Regions from separate parts of the Danio rerio genome. Here region 2 is linked to region 1. Evidence: chromatin contacts called from public Hi-C data. All regions are on one chromosome and are shown on one strand. Each heading gives the region's core, a stretch centred on a gene start, on an enhancer-like site or on the middle of the called end of the contact. The rest is flanking DNA. Distances are from core to core; before and after follow the strand shown.

Evidence for each region. Hi-C and Micro-C count contacts between places; a contact is called where the count stands out from the background.
Region 2: a Hi-C map of an unstated tissue shows a contact between it and region 1, with 3 times the contacts expected there. The contact joins two enhancer-like sites. A contact is called at or near these places in 4 of 18 Hi-C or Micro-C datasets (caudal fin, embryo and an unstated tissue) and 1 of 4 datasets of contacts at active chromatin or transcription factors (caudal fin).

Annotation. Positions count from the first base shown.
Region 1 is chr6:33,935,551-33,941,538 of GRCz12tu, forward strand. jak1 (Janus kinase 1) reads left to right here. Exons shown (of 24, transcript NM_131073.1): 22 at 1-68; 23 at 2,657-2,767. Among named protein-coding and RNA genes, the nearest start is that of jak1, 55 kb to the left of the region's middle. Within about 2 kb of position 2,666, at least 5 of the 62 cell types and tissues checked have an H3K27ac peak or open chromatin away from gene starts, as enhancers often do.
Region 2 is chr6:34,128,973-34,134,960 of GRCz12tu, forward strand. cachd1 (cache domain containing 1) reads right to left here. Exons shown (of 27, transcript XM_073954291.1): 18 at 5,421-5,520; 19 at 5,153-5,269; 20 at 4,162-4,322; 21 at 1,832-1,918. Among named protein-coding and RNA genes, the nearest start is that of raver2, 40 kb to the left of the region's middle. Within about 2 kb of position 2,414, at least 10 of the 62 cell types and tissues checked have an H3K27ac peak or open chromatin away from gene starts, as enhancers often do.

The DNA.
Region 1 (5,988 bases), core at 1,416-3,915:
TCTGGTCTTTTGGAGTGACCATGTATGAGCTCCTCACGTACTGTGATGCTTCATGTAGCCCCATGTCGGTGAGTTGACAGTCAGATGTTTCTAGCTCTGTCTCAATTACAATTTCTAAAAGAACACTCTATGTAGATGTATTTCGCACATTAATACCATTTTAAAACCTAAAATGAAAAATGGGACTTCCTGTGGTCTTGTGCACAGCACGTTGTGGCCATCACAAGTTTAAAATCTATTCTTTCATTTTAATTCAGAAAAAGCAGTTCAAGCACAGTCTGGAAAGTCTTTATAGATTGTTTCTTAATTTAGTTATTTAATTGAATGCGGGCTCTAGGAAAATAAATGGTTAGTATTGTGTTTAGTATTTATAGTATTACTTAAATGTAGTATTTATAATTCAACATTTACATCATCATTTCTCAATTTAAGTGGGTCAGGGTGTTTTGGGATGCATGATTGAAATTTTGAAAGAAGTGTGTGAAAGCTGTTGACATTTAAGTCGAATGTGATTCATGCGCGTGAGAGAAACAAATTCTCCTAAAGGCCAGTTTAGATGGGATGTGTCAGTCACAAGTGTGTAGCTCGTTTTCAATGGACGAAATGAGGAAAGTCAAACATTTTAATTTTTATTGATGTGATTATTAATAACCAATCAAAAAACATTTTACAGAGTCTATTCCACAGAAAACATGATGAAGTTTTGTATGTACCATCAAAAATCTGATATAATAGTGTGAGATTGTAGACTTACCAGGTAAAAACATAATTATACTGTTTAAAACTAAAGTGTTACCAATAAAATGAACACAGGCACATTTGTTTGGTAAATTGATGTAACTTTTTTGGTAATATATTATTTTAAGGTGTTCTTGTTACACATATTTCATGTACATACTATAGTAATGAAAATTAGTTCTGCATAATTACATACAACTAATCCTAAACTCCCACAATCAAACCCTTACCTTAATTAGTTTTACTCAGTAATTAAATGACTTGTTACACTGTAAAATTAAGTGTAAAACATTTTTGTTATTTGTTATGAAATACAATGACTCTTACTGTACATAATAAAAGTAAAAACTTGAAAAAAACCTGACCTGCTTTTCTTCAGTTGCATGCACAAATCTGGTGGCGCACTCTGTTCATCACTTCATAATGAATAAAAAGCAAAAGAATTAACCAGTTTACAACCTCATCATGAAGCCTATTTTTTTAATCATGGTATAACATGTAAACGGTAACATTTTCTTAAATTTGATTTTATAAAAAGAAACTAGTTTGGGATTGCTAGTGCACTATTATCATATTACTAGGGCCAGACAGAATCTGCGGACATTTTCTGCTATTTCTGCTGAGCATTTTGTAAATTATTTTGGGTGTATCGTAACTAAAAACTTAATATAATAAAAAAAAAAACTTTTTAACTTTTATTTGATGTTTACAATGCAAATCCAATTAGATCCACTTATTTGGTAAATAAAGCAAGTGTCTTTTGTAGTATATATACTAAAACACAGAAAATAATACTTTACAAACTATATTGTAAATAAATCAAATAAATACTTTCATATTGGTTAATACTGAAATTAATTTAAAAACTGAATAAATATAAATGTACTCACATTTACACAAGTAAATAAATAGACTCAATGATGGCCTAAAAAATCTGTGGATTTCTGCACGTGCAGATTGCTTGTAGGCCTACATATTACTATTGATCTTTTAATTTATGTGTAAATAAAGAAAAGTGAGTCATTTATAAAAAGAAAAAGAACAAAAATTGGTCACAGGTTAATGACAAGAGGAAAATGTGAGTTCATGGCCAAATCAGTGGAGAACCACTGATCTGAGTTATTAATCAGTAGTCAACTTGAGTTTATAGTACTGTTTTTATTACAAAATAATAAATAAATAAAACATATTAGACATTTGAAATCTAAATTATGCCCACCCATAAAACAAGCCACTGTAAAAGCCACTGTTATGATTGTGAATGAAAAAGAAAAACAAAAAGCACAATAAAAATCATAAAAAAATTATTCAAATGAAAAAAAAAATGTACATTTTAAAAGAAATATGTAAAACGATGCAACAAATATCAATGATGCCACAAAATAGCAAGGCTGCATTTAGGATAGACTAGTGCAATTATTTTTATGCAAATGCTTTATGTAAATTTTTCCTTATGCAACTATTTTACTTCTGATTGCATTTCTAATTCAGCCTTTGATTATAAGCAGCAGGAGGGTAATAAAGATTTGTTGTGATGCAGAAATGAGCGCTTTTTAGAAAGCCAGCGTCAGTTCTGTAGGCTGAAAGAAGCCGTTGTTAAGGAGGTGCTGGTGAGTCTCTGAGAACATGGCAGATGGTGCCAGTCTGTGCCCACAGTGGCAGATGTCTTACCCAAAGGCTGCGGTAGACGTCTACACAGCAATCCTCCCTTTTTCCCCTTGTGTGCTGCTTGTGGAGAAAATGTTTGTACAGAGCCATTTGTCAGATTCAATACTGTGCACAATGTGATGTTTCTTCACCCACACAATGTATTAAAGGGTTAAAGGTAGCTTGCTAGACGAGACGTGAATGGATGTTTAATTCCTCTGAGCTTAATAGCAAAGCAGCCCAGTGACCTAATTTTGCTCCACCCCCACAGGTGTTCCTTAAGTTGATTGGTCCAACACATGGACAAATGACTGTCACCCGATTGGTCAAAGTCCTGGAGGAGGGAAAGAGACTTCCAAGACCAGATGACTGCTCAGAGCAGGTAATGCATCAGTTTACTAAAACTAAATACTGTATATGCAAGTTTAGAGTCAGTTAGATTTAAAGGGCAACTATTTTACTCCTTTTTAAGATTTAATTTAAGTCATTTGTCTCCAGAATGTGTCTTTAAAGTTTTAGTTCAAAACACCCATCAGATTATGTATTATACCTTTCTGAATATGGGAAATTTGATCTGTTAGAGCAGTAGCTGTTTTTGTTGCCTGTGCCTTTAATGCAAATAAGCTGGTTCTCTCTGCCCATCATTACCACGAGTAATAGTGATATCTCGGTATTGCTCTTTAGTATGTAGCCTTCACCTGCTGCGTCTCGCATAGATAAACAGCACAGTGACAAACTAGGTAGATTTTTCTAACTACAGTAAAAACTTTCCCAGCAGGTATTTGTTGTGGAACTAATTCAAGCCTTTTTGCAACAATGAGTCACACTGTATGGATGTCCGTTATGTTCATATACAAAATAAACCTGATTTCAGTCCACATGGAGACATGTTAATATGCGGCTGTTGGGCTCATTGGTCTCATTGTGGTGGGCCTCAAAATGGGGGGGGATTTGAATCCTATTTTACGTCAGGAAATGTAAAAAAAAAAACACACACACTTATTGTGTTTATGTCACCCCAAAATGATTGTGGACATATATATGTTGACTATACCTACACACAGTTCTGTCCATGAAGCTTACAAAAGTTGATTTTCTTCATAGGTGCCCTTTAAATAAGTAATTTAATAAAAAACACTTTAAATTTAAAACTTTAAAGCTTTTATTAAAGGTATAGTTCACTCAAATTTATATTTGCTCAAAGTGTAGGTGACTTTTTTTTTAGTAGAACATTAAAACATTTCATCTGTGGTCATTTGGTGATTCATCAAAGGCAAATCAATGGCTGCTGGCAATTTGGCAAGAGTCATACAATCCTACAAGTTGTTATGAACATGCTCAGGTCCATTTGATGAGGCTGTGGATATAAGGTAATAATCTTGTAATTGATGTACAGTTTCTTGCACAAACTAATAACTTTGGTTCATAAGACCTCAGTGTATCTTCAGCAGCCATACACTGTAAAAAAATGTCAGCTGTGGTTGCCAAAACTTTATTGTTAAAAATACTGTAGAAACCATAAACTTTATGGTGAACTACTGTATTTCATACATTTATATTATTATACAACTGGGTTTTGAAGTACAAACATCTGCATATGCTTATGATGAACCAAGGTGAATCACAAACTACTTTGAGAAGCTGCTCATGGTCGTTCACACAAATACTTAACACCATCAGGGTAACATACATACAATTAAAGTAATGCAGTAAATAGTCTTTGTAAACATTAGATGTAACAAAACTTTAATGTACATTACTGATGAGGAAAAAGGAGCCACAGTAATAACAAAAAGGCATCAAAAGTGAAGTGTCAAGTCAATTTAGCATTATTCACCGTATATATTAGGGAAACTTGCTAAGTAGGTTATGGATTTTTATTGTAGCGTGATTACATTTTTCTAACCATTAAAATTACATACTTTTTTTTTAAAGTGTATAAACTTTGTTTTGCCTGCTTTTTTATAGCTCTAGAAGTTCCATTAGTGGTTGACTTATTCTTTATGAATGACCGATGAACAAAGTTTGACCCTTTATAGGACACTCATTGGAAACCCCTGAAGTGTATTGAGTTTTTTAAACTTTTATGACTTAAAAATGATATTGTAGTCAGTGTCAGTGAAGGCCTTTTTTGTACTGAAGATAGACTTCTTGTATAATCACCTACATCGTGTATAATCCAGTTATGTCTACATTAAAAGAAAGAAATATGTTTCTTGCATAAAAGCATATATCATACCAAGTGTATAATTTCTCATATAAAGGATGATGTGACATGTAGGAATAAAGTATTGAGAGTAAAAGTTCAGCGACGGCATCACAGGAATAAATATATTAATTTAGAAAGCTGTTTGATTTGTAAGTATTGGAGACTTTTGACCCAAACATTTTGATGGTAGTGAATGCCACACGTCATATTAGTATCATGTTATATAGCTTGTATTAACCTTTGAGATTTTCAGCAATGAATGATAGAGATTTCTAAGGAAGTGAGTTTCCACCTACACAAGACTGGAATGGAAGTCAAAGGAGCCTTATTAGCTGTCAGTGCATTTTTAACTGACAAGATTGCTTCTGCAGATATTTTGTAACCGCTTTAACTGACATTAGGGTACAGATGGGAAAGATTTTTGAAGTCTTTGTGCAAGTTAACTCCCTCTGAAATTCCTGTAAAATATTTATTATTTTTTAAATCATTATATATATTATATGATAGTCTTATATTATGTTTAACGCAGTTTGGAAAAGTCACAATTTTGAAACCATTAAAATTTTCTGTTATACTGTTCCTATAATAAGTTTTTTACAACTATTTTATTTAGTTTTTTTGGGCAGTTGCAGAAAAAGACCATCCACATCAAAACTGAGCAGTGTAGTGTACTTTATATCCAAAGAAAAGAAAGCTCTCCAAAGATGCCTTTTTTAAGCTGTAAAGAAATCCGTGTTTTTGAAAATAATGCCGACAGCAGAAGTCAATGATTTATTTGAATTGTTTAGCCTGACATATTTACTGTTTCATAATACTTTAAATCTTTCTTAAAATGAAACGTATTGTGCTTAATGGGTGAAAAAAGTTGCTGTTTTTACCCAGATATTTAAAATGACCATATTTTAGAGCAGTAATCACAATACTGTAAAACCGTGATATACTTTCAAAGTTATTATACCGTCAGAATCTTATACTGGCCCATGCCTATTATATACACTACTGGTCAAATGTTTGGGGTCAGTAGGATTTTTAAATGTTTTAAAATAAGCTTCACCTGCTCACCAAGGCTGCATTTATTTCATCAAAATACATTACAAATTGTGAAATGTTGTTGCACTATAAAATAACTGTTCACAAGTAGTTCATCATTCAACTTAATATTTTAAGGATGAATGTTCAGCTTCATTACTCCAGTCTTCAGAGTCACATGATTCTTCAGAAATCACTCTAAATTTATTTATTACCATTTTTAGAATTATGATTATGAATTTCCATCCATTTTATTTTTATTTTCATCAAATTTTTATTTTCAAGTTATTTTAAATATTGAAGCAGATCTTTTCCATGTCTATGAATAAAAGGAAATCACGTTTGCAAATATAATTTGATAGACA
Region 2 (5,988 bases), core at 1,164-3,663, 190 kb after region 1:
CTCTTCTGCATACCTCAATTGTAACGTGTGGTTATTTGAGTTACTGCTGCCTTTCTATCAGCTGGAACCAGTCTGGCCATTTTCCTCTGACATCTAGTATCAACAAGGCATTTCCGCCCACAGAACTGCCGCTTACTGGATATTTTCTCTTTTCCATTCTCTGTAAACCCTACAGATGATCGTGTGTGAAAATTCCAGTAGATCAGCAGTTTATGAAATACTCAGACCAGCCGGTCTGGCACCAACAACCATGCCATGTTAAAGTCACTTAAATCACCTTTCTTCCCCATTCTGATGTTCTGTTTGTACTGCAGCAGATCGTCTTGACCATGTCTACATGCCTAAATGCATTGAGTTACTGCCATGTGATAGGCTGATTAGAAATTTGCGTTAACGAGCAGTTGTACCTAATAAAGTGGCCGGTGAGTGTATTTTGTTTTTGCTTTTCCCCACCATGGAAGTCAATGGTTACAGGTTTGCAGCTTTGTTTTTTTTTTTTTCTTAATATCTTCTTTTTTGTTCAACAGAATAAAGAAACTTATAAAGGTTTGGAACTTGATGGTGAGTAAAAAGTTTTGGTGGTGAAATGTGCCTTTGACTAACATTAATAGTGAGAAATAGCTACATTTGCTAGTTTAAAAAATACAACTAAAATGTATTAGTTATTAGCTTTATTAAAAATAAACCATAATCTCTTTTTCAAGCTAATAAACATTAACTAGGAATGTTTATAGCCGAAGATTAATAAATGCATTACAAAAAATTGCCATTGTCAGTTAAGCTTAAGCAATGCTAATAAAAGGAACCTCGTTGTATAGCTTTAACAAACAACAAGCCTATAAAGAACGGGTTTGAAATAATATATCAAGCATGTCGTATTTAAGACTAATATGAAAATGTTTATGCCTGAAAATTAATGGCATATTAAGAACACCACTGCAAACACAACAGTCTAAATATTCTTAAAGTGATAGATCACCCAAACATGTCCTCACCATTTCCGCACACTCAAGGGTTTTGAAATGTTTATGAATTTCTTTCTTTTGTTGAACACAAAACCAGAAATTCTGCAAAATGTTGGAAACCAAAAACCACATCCAGAGTAAGAAAAAAAAAATACTATAGAAGTTAATGCCTGCTGCTTTCCAACATTCTTACAATGATCTAACTTTGTTCAACAGAACAAATAAATTCAAAAATTCAAAATCGGACCGTGAGTAAACGATGACAATTTGAATTTTGTGTGAACTATCCCTTTAAAAGTCACTCTAATAGTTTAAATATTAAATGCATAAGAACACAATGCATGCTCATTATTGCAATATATTGTATTATTGAATATTGGAAAATGCATACAAGACAGCTCTGTAGTAAAGCATGCGTTTATTAATATTCAAGTGTACAGTTCCTCACTAAAAATGAGCAGATGGTGGAGTGACAGAAAGGTAAATGCCTTGCGATCCCTCAGCTGGGAATAATGCGACAAACCTGAAAGTGTCTAAATGTCTGCTGAGGAATAATTCGGAGCTGTACGGCTAATTGAGGACACAGGTGGCTGGATAGCTATTCATTGTGACAAACAAGAACTTGATGAAGTGACAGGCAGAAGTGTGTGCGCGTGTGACTAAGTGTGATTCATTCCAGTGAATGCTGATGAGAATCTGGACATGTGCTCCGGTGATTAATATTTGTATCATGTATCGCTGCAGCCGTTCTCGAAGCACTTAAAGGGCAACCTTTGCATCCTGACATTGTGTGCAATATGTTTTAAAATAGGCTTAATGGTTACTTTGACACGTTCTTGTATGAATTATGTAGAACAGAGGTTTACCTGTTCTCAGCGTTGGTGAGGTTGCCAGTACACTCGTTCACCTCTAGAGGGCATTCACAGGGGCACTCACATTCATTCTGCTCCATTCTGAGGATTTAATTGAGAAAATTAAATTAATATCAATTAAAGTTTATTGTACTTTTAGCACAATAAACATTGCTCTAAAGCAGCTTTACAAAAGATTCACTTCATTACATTAGAATCAAAATAAAAAAGTTAAGGTGTGAGTATGGTGGACAGTACAGCTGACAAATAATTAACCAAAATTAACCTGAAGCTATACAATATGTTGTGCATTTTCAAAATGGTAATATCTGTTTTTTTTTTTTATCTTATAGTGTCTTTGTAACATGGAGTGTTTACATGAAAGTGTCTGATGCATATAGAAAGGAAAGTGTGAGTGAAAAGTCTGTTTATTCTTGAATCCATCAACTTGACAATTATATAACGTCACTTATAGACTCACTTAATTTGAAGTTTGGATTTTGTGGCTTTTAGTTCACGTGTTTTTGCTTTAAAGGTGCAGTATGTAAGTTTGTATGACACCCAGTGGTTGAACTAGGTTCTGCACTCCTGGATCAAAATACATTTTTACTCGACTCCTCCTCTGACCAGTCCACGCAAGCGAAGGTTGCCAAATTGTCCCAGACTATCGTACCTAAAGACTAATTTAAGGCTCATTTGAACCATTTTCTATCCAAAAGCACATGAATGCGTTAGAAGAAATATTTTCCAACCAAAACAAAGTTTTTGTCCTATCCAACACCTGAAATTTCTATTTTAGAAACGGCTTCTATTTCGTACAGGTAAACAAGATGATGAACAACAACATGAGGAACACCTCATGTGCTTTATTCCATGTTAAATGCTTTTTAAGTTTTAAAAATGAGTTTTAAGTTCATTCCATTTTTACTGCCAAACTACTAAAAGCAGCAGCAGATAGTTCACCTCAGATCTTAAAAATAAATTAAACAGTTTGAGATGTAACTTTAGAACTGTGACTGAATCATACAGCATGTACATTTAATAATTTTGAAGAGATTTAATATGTATTAATTAGATTGCCAACCTTTCTGTTAGAGTGCAGTGCATTATCGTTATTCTGCGCTTCTGAATTGCTGTATCTAAATTTCTTTGGGGTTTCGTCTGGTGCAAACAGCTCAATTGCTTATCAGGCCAAATCTTGTCACGGAGGCATATTGTAAGGGCATGGGTTACAATGTAACCTGCTCACCTAATGATTCTGTTTGCAATATTTATAATAGTTGGTAATTAATAACCACCTCATGTGGAACTCTGCATTTCATTTCGGGCTGTTTACCAGAGGTTGCATTTCGGTCACGGATGCATACTTTGAGAGTCTTCCTGACTGAGTAAATGAAATATGCAGTTTGCCATGAAAGCAACCTGGGGTGCTGAAATATGATTGGCTAAACTGGCATTGGGCGGGTCAAAATAACCAAAACAAAGACAGCCATTACGGCACGTAAAGGACATTTTCAAAGCAGAATATCTTAATATCTAGCATTGTTTTTCAGATAATCAAGAATGTTCACTAAGCATGTCTCTTAAATATGCAAAAATATTATGGTATTTTTATGATTCAAAAATTTACATACAGTACCTTTAAAGCCACCACTACGTTTCAAAACGTTGACAAATATTAAATCTATCATTTTAAAAAATGTGTACTGTTTATTTATTCCTGATCATATGAAAATCTTAGTCCACAGCTGCTTTTTAAATGTTTTTAATAATAAAAAACACACATATTTTAGACTTATCTTTTTTGTATGAAGGGTATCTAGAATACTTGTAAATTTAACTGGTTCTTTTATTTTTATTGAAATCATCAAGCATTTTCATTGTAAAGCCTTGATTCACAAAATCACAAAAATACAAATAAATTTGAATAAAAATTTTAGTAGTTTTAGCAGTAGTGAGAAAAAAAGTTTAGTAATTTTAATGAAATGATTACCTTTAAATTAACATAACATTTCAATAAAAGTGATCCTAAAAACTTTCATAGCATATTTCATTTCAAATTTTTATTTAAAATGTTTGTGCTTAACGTTTATGAGTATTAAAAGGTGATGGCTAAACTTAAATTTCACCACCACAGAAATAAATGTACATTTTATATAAAAAAAGCAAAACAATCATTTTAAATGTAATATTTCAGAATATTTTTGATCAAATAAATGCAGCTAAGTAAACAGAGAAGACTTATTTTACAAACCCAAACATTTTGAACAGTTGTGTAAATCATTAATGGCTCAAAATTTATAAAAACTGAAATGAATTCAAGTTGTGCAAAAGTGAAACATTACCTGTGGCAGTTGAGGCAGAGACGGTCCACAGTACTGCAAGCACAGAAGGCCAGCGCATCACACGTCTCATTCACAATACCAGCAAACGCATTCGTTCCTGGGATACGAGTAAGCCGGTACTTTGAGCAGTGACTGCCATGCACAAGGTTTGTCAGATCACCCTTTAAAATAGAGAAAAGTCTTTCACTCTGTAAATGATCGATTATTTAAATGAGAACTAACTGAATATTCTTTATGCATTAGTACATATGCTATTGTGACATTTATTGTTATATGGTGATTATACTGCTACATACTGTACTCTTTGTACTGTACCAAGGCTGTTAAATTATCTGTATATAATGTCTATATTATTTACATTTACATAAACAACAAATTCACAATGATTATGACATTTTATGATAATTATGAATTTTTTAAAACTTTGTATTGTAAAAAAAAGTGCAATCTAAATAGCCTAAAATTGTCTGGAGTTAACTGTTACAGTTAGTTTTAGACAATTTTAGGCTATTTAGATTGCACATTTTTGGCAGATTGGTATTCGGCTATATTTCAATCCTATTGCTAGAGTTTTGCAGTGGGCTGGTAATGTTTCTGAAACCTGGCAACCCTGCCTGCCATTATCACAACGTACACTAGGTGTCACCCTAACACCAGTAATACGTGTCTTCTCGGTAGCAGTTCTCGACTCTGGGTCCAGCCTTCCTCTTAACATCTGATCCTATTTTTGGAGTGTTTCAAATGAATGCTCAAAACGTATTGATTACGAAGTTGCAGTAGTATTGAAGTTGCATGTAACTGCCCTTAGTGGGCGTCATTGTGCAGTACGTTCGTCTGAGTCACCTTGTGTTTTTTTTAAACGTGCTTTAGAAATGAATCGAATTAAAAATATGTAGCTGATTAATCTCAAGTAATAAACAACAGGACTGTCACTTTATTCAGACTATACAGGTTCCAGATATGAAATACTTGGGGTGAAAATTACACTCACCACGATGCTTGTGTTGAACTTGTAGAAACGCTGCACAGTGCGATCGCTGAAACTGTTACACAGGTTTTTCTTCACAAAATTGGGGTGGTTGAGAATATCATTGGCCACTAGAGGCTCCTAAAGTCAAGCAAAACAATTCAATGAGCTCAATAACCTTGCTTTTCAGATTAATTGCCAGTATTATATGGCTAAACATTAAAACCAATCTAATGTTTACACTTAGTTTCTTATTTAAAAGATAAATGTCTTCTACTCCTAACATTCGCACCTTATGCGTAATATGCTGTTGTTCTGCAGGAGCGTGACCCTTCGGATCAATCAGTGTCGGATGGGCCACCAAATAGCCTCTGTCCTCCATGATAAAACACCTAAACACACATAAAACCAAGACAAAACGGTATCAAGCAACTGGAAGTTGAGCAAAAAATGACATTTAGAGTGAAAAGGTGGAAGGAAACAGTAGATGGCTTCCTGTACGTTCACAGGGTACCATCTGCAGTTGAGAACAGTTCATGTTATTGTGTGGCATTTCACTCAGGCATTCCACTTCACTAATCCTGTTTAATGACCATAGCACTGAAAACTCAAAGAACACACTGAGGTCTCCACGGCACAGACTGATAAAGAGAGAGAGAAAGCGTGAAGAGCCACAAAGAGTGAGGGAGGTGAACAGGGAGAAAGAAAGTTAAGGAGGAGGGAAGAGAGGAATGAGAGGGAAGGGTAAAAGAGAGACAGAAAAGAAGAAAGAGAGGGAAGGCAAAAAAAATGGGGGCATTGGCACCTAACATAACAGGATGTGTCTGGAATGCAGCCCTAATCAGCTTATCTGCCTTTGT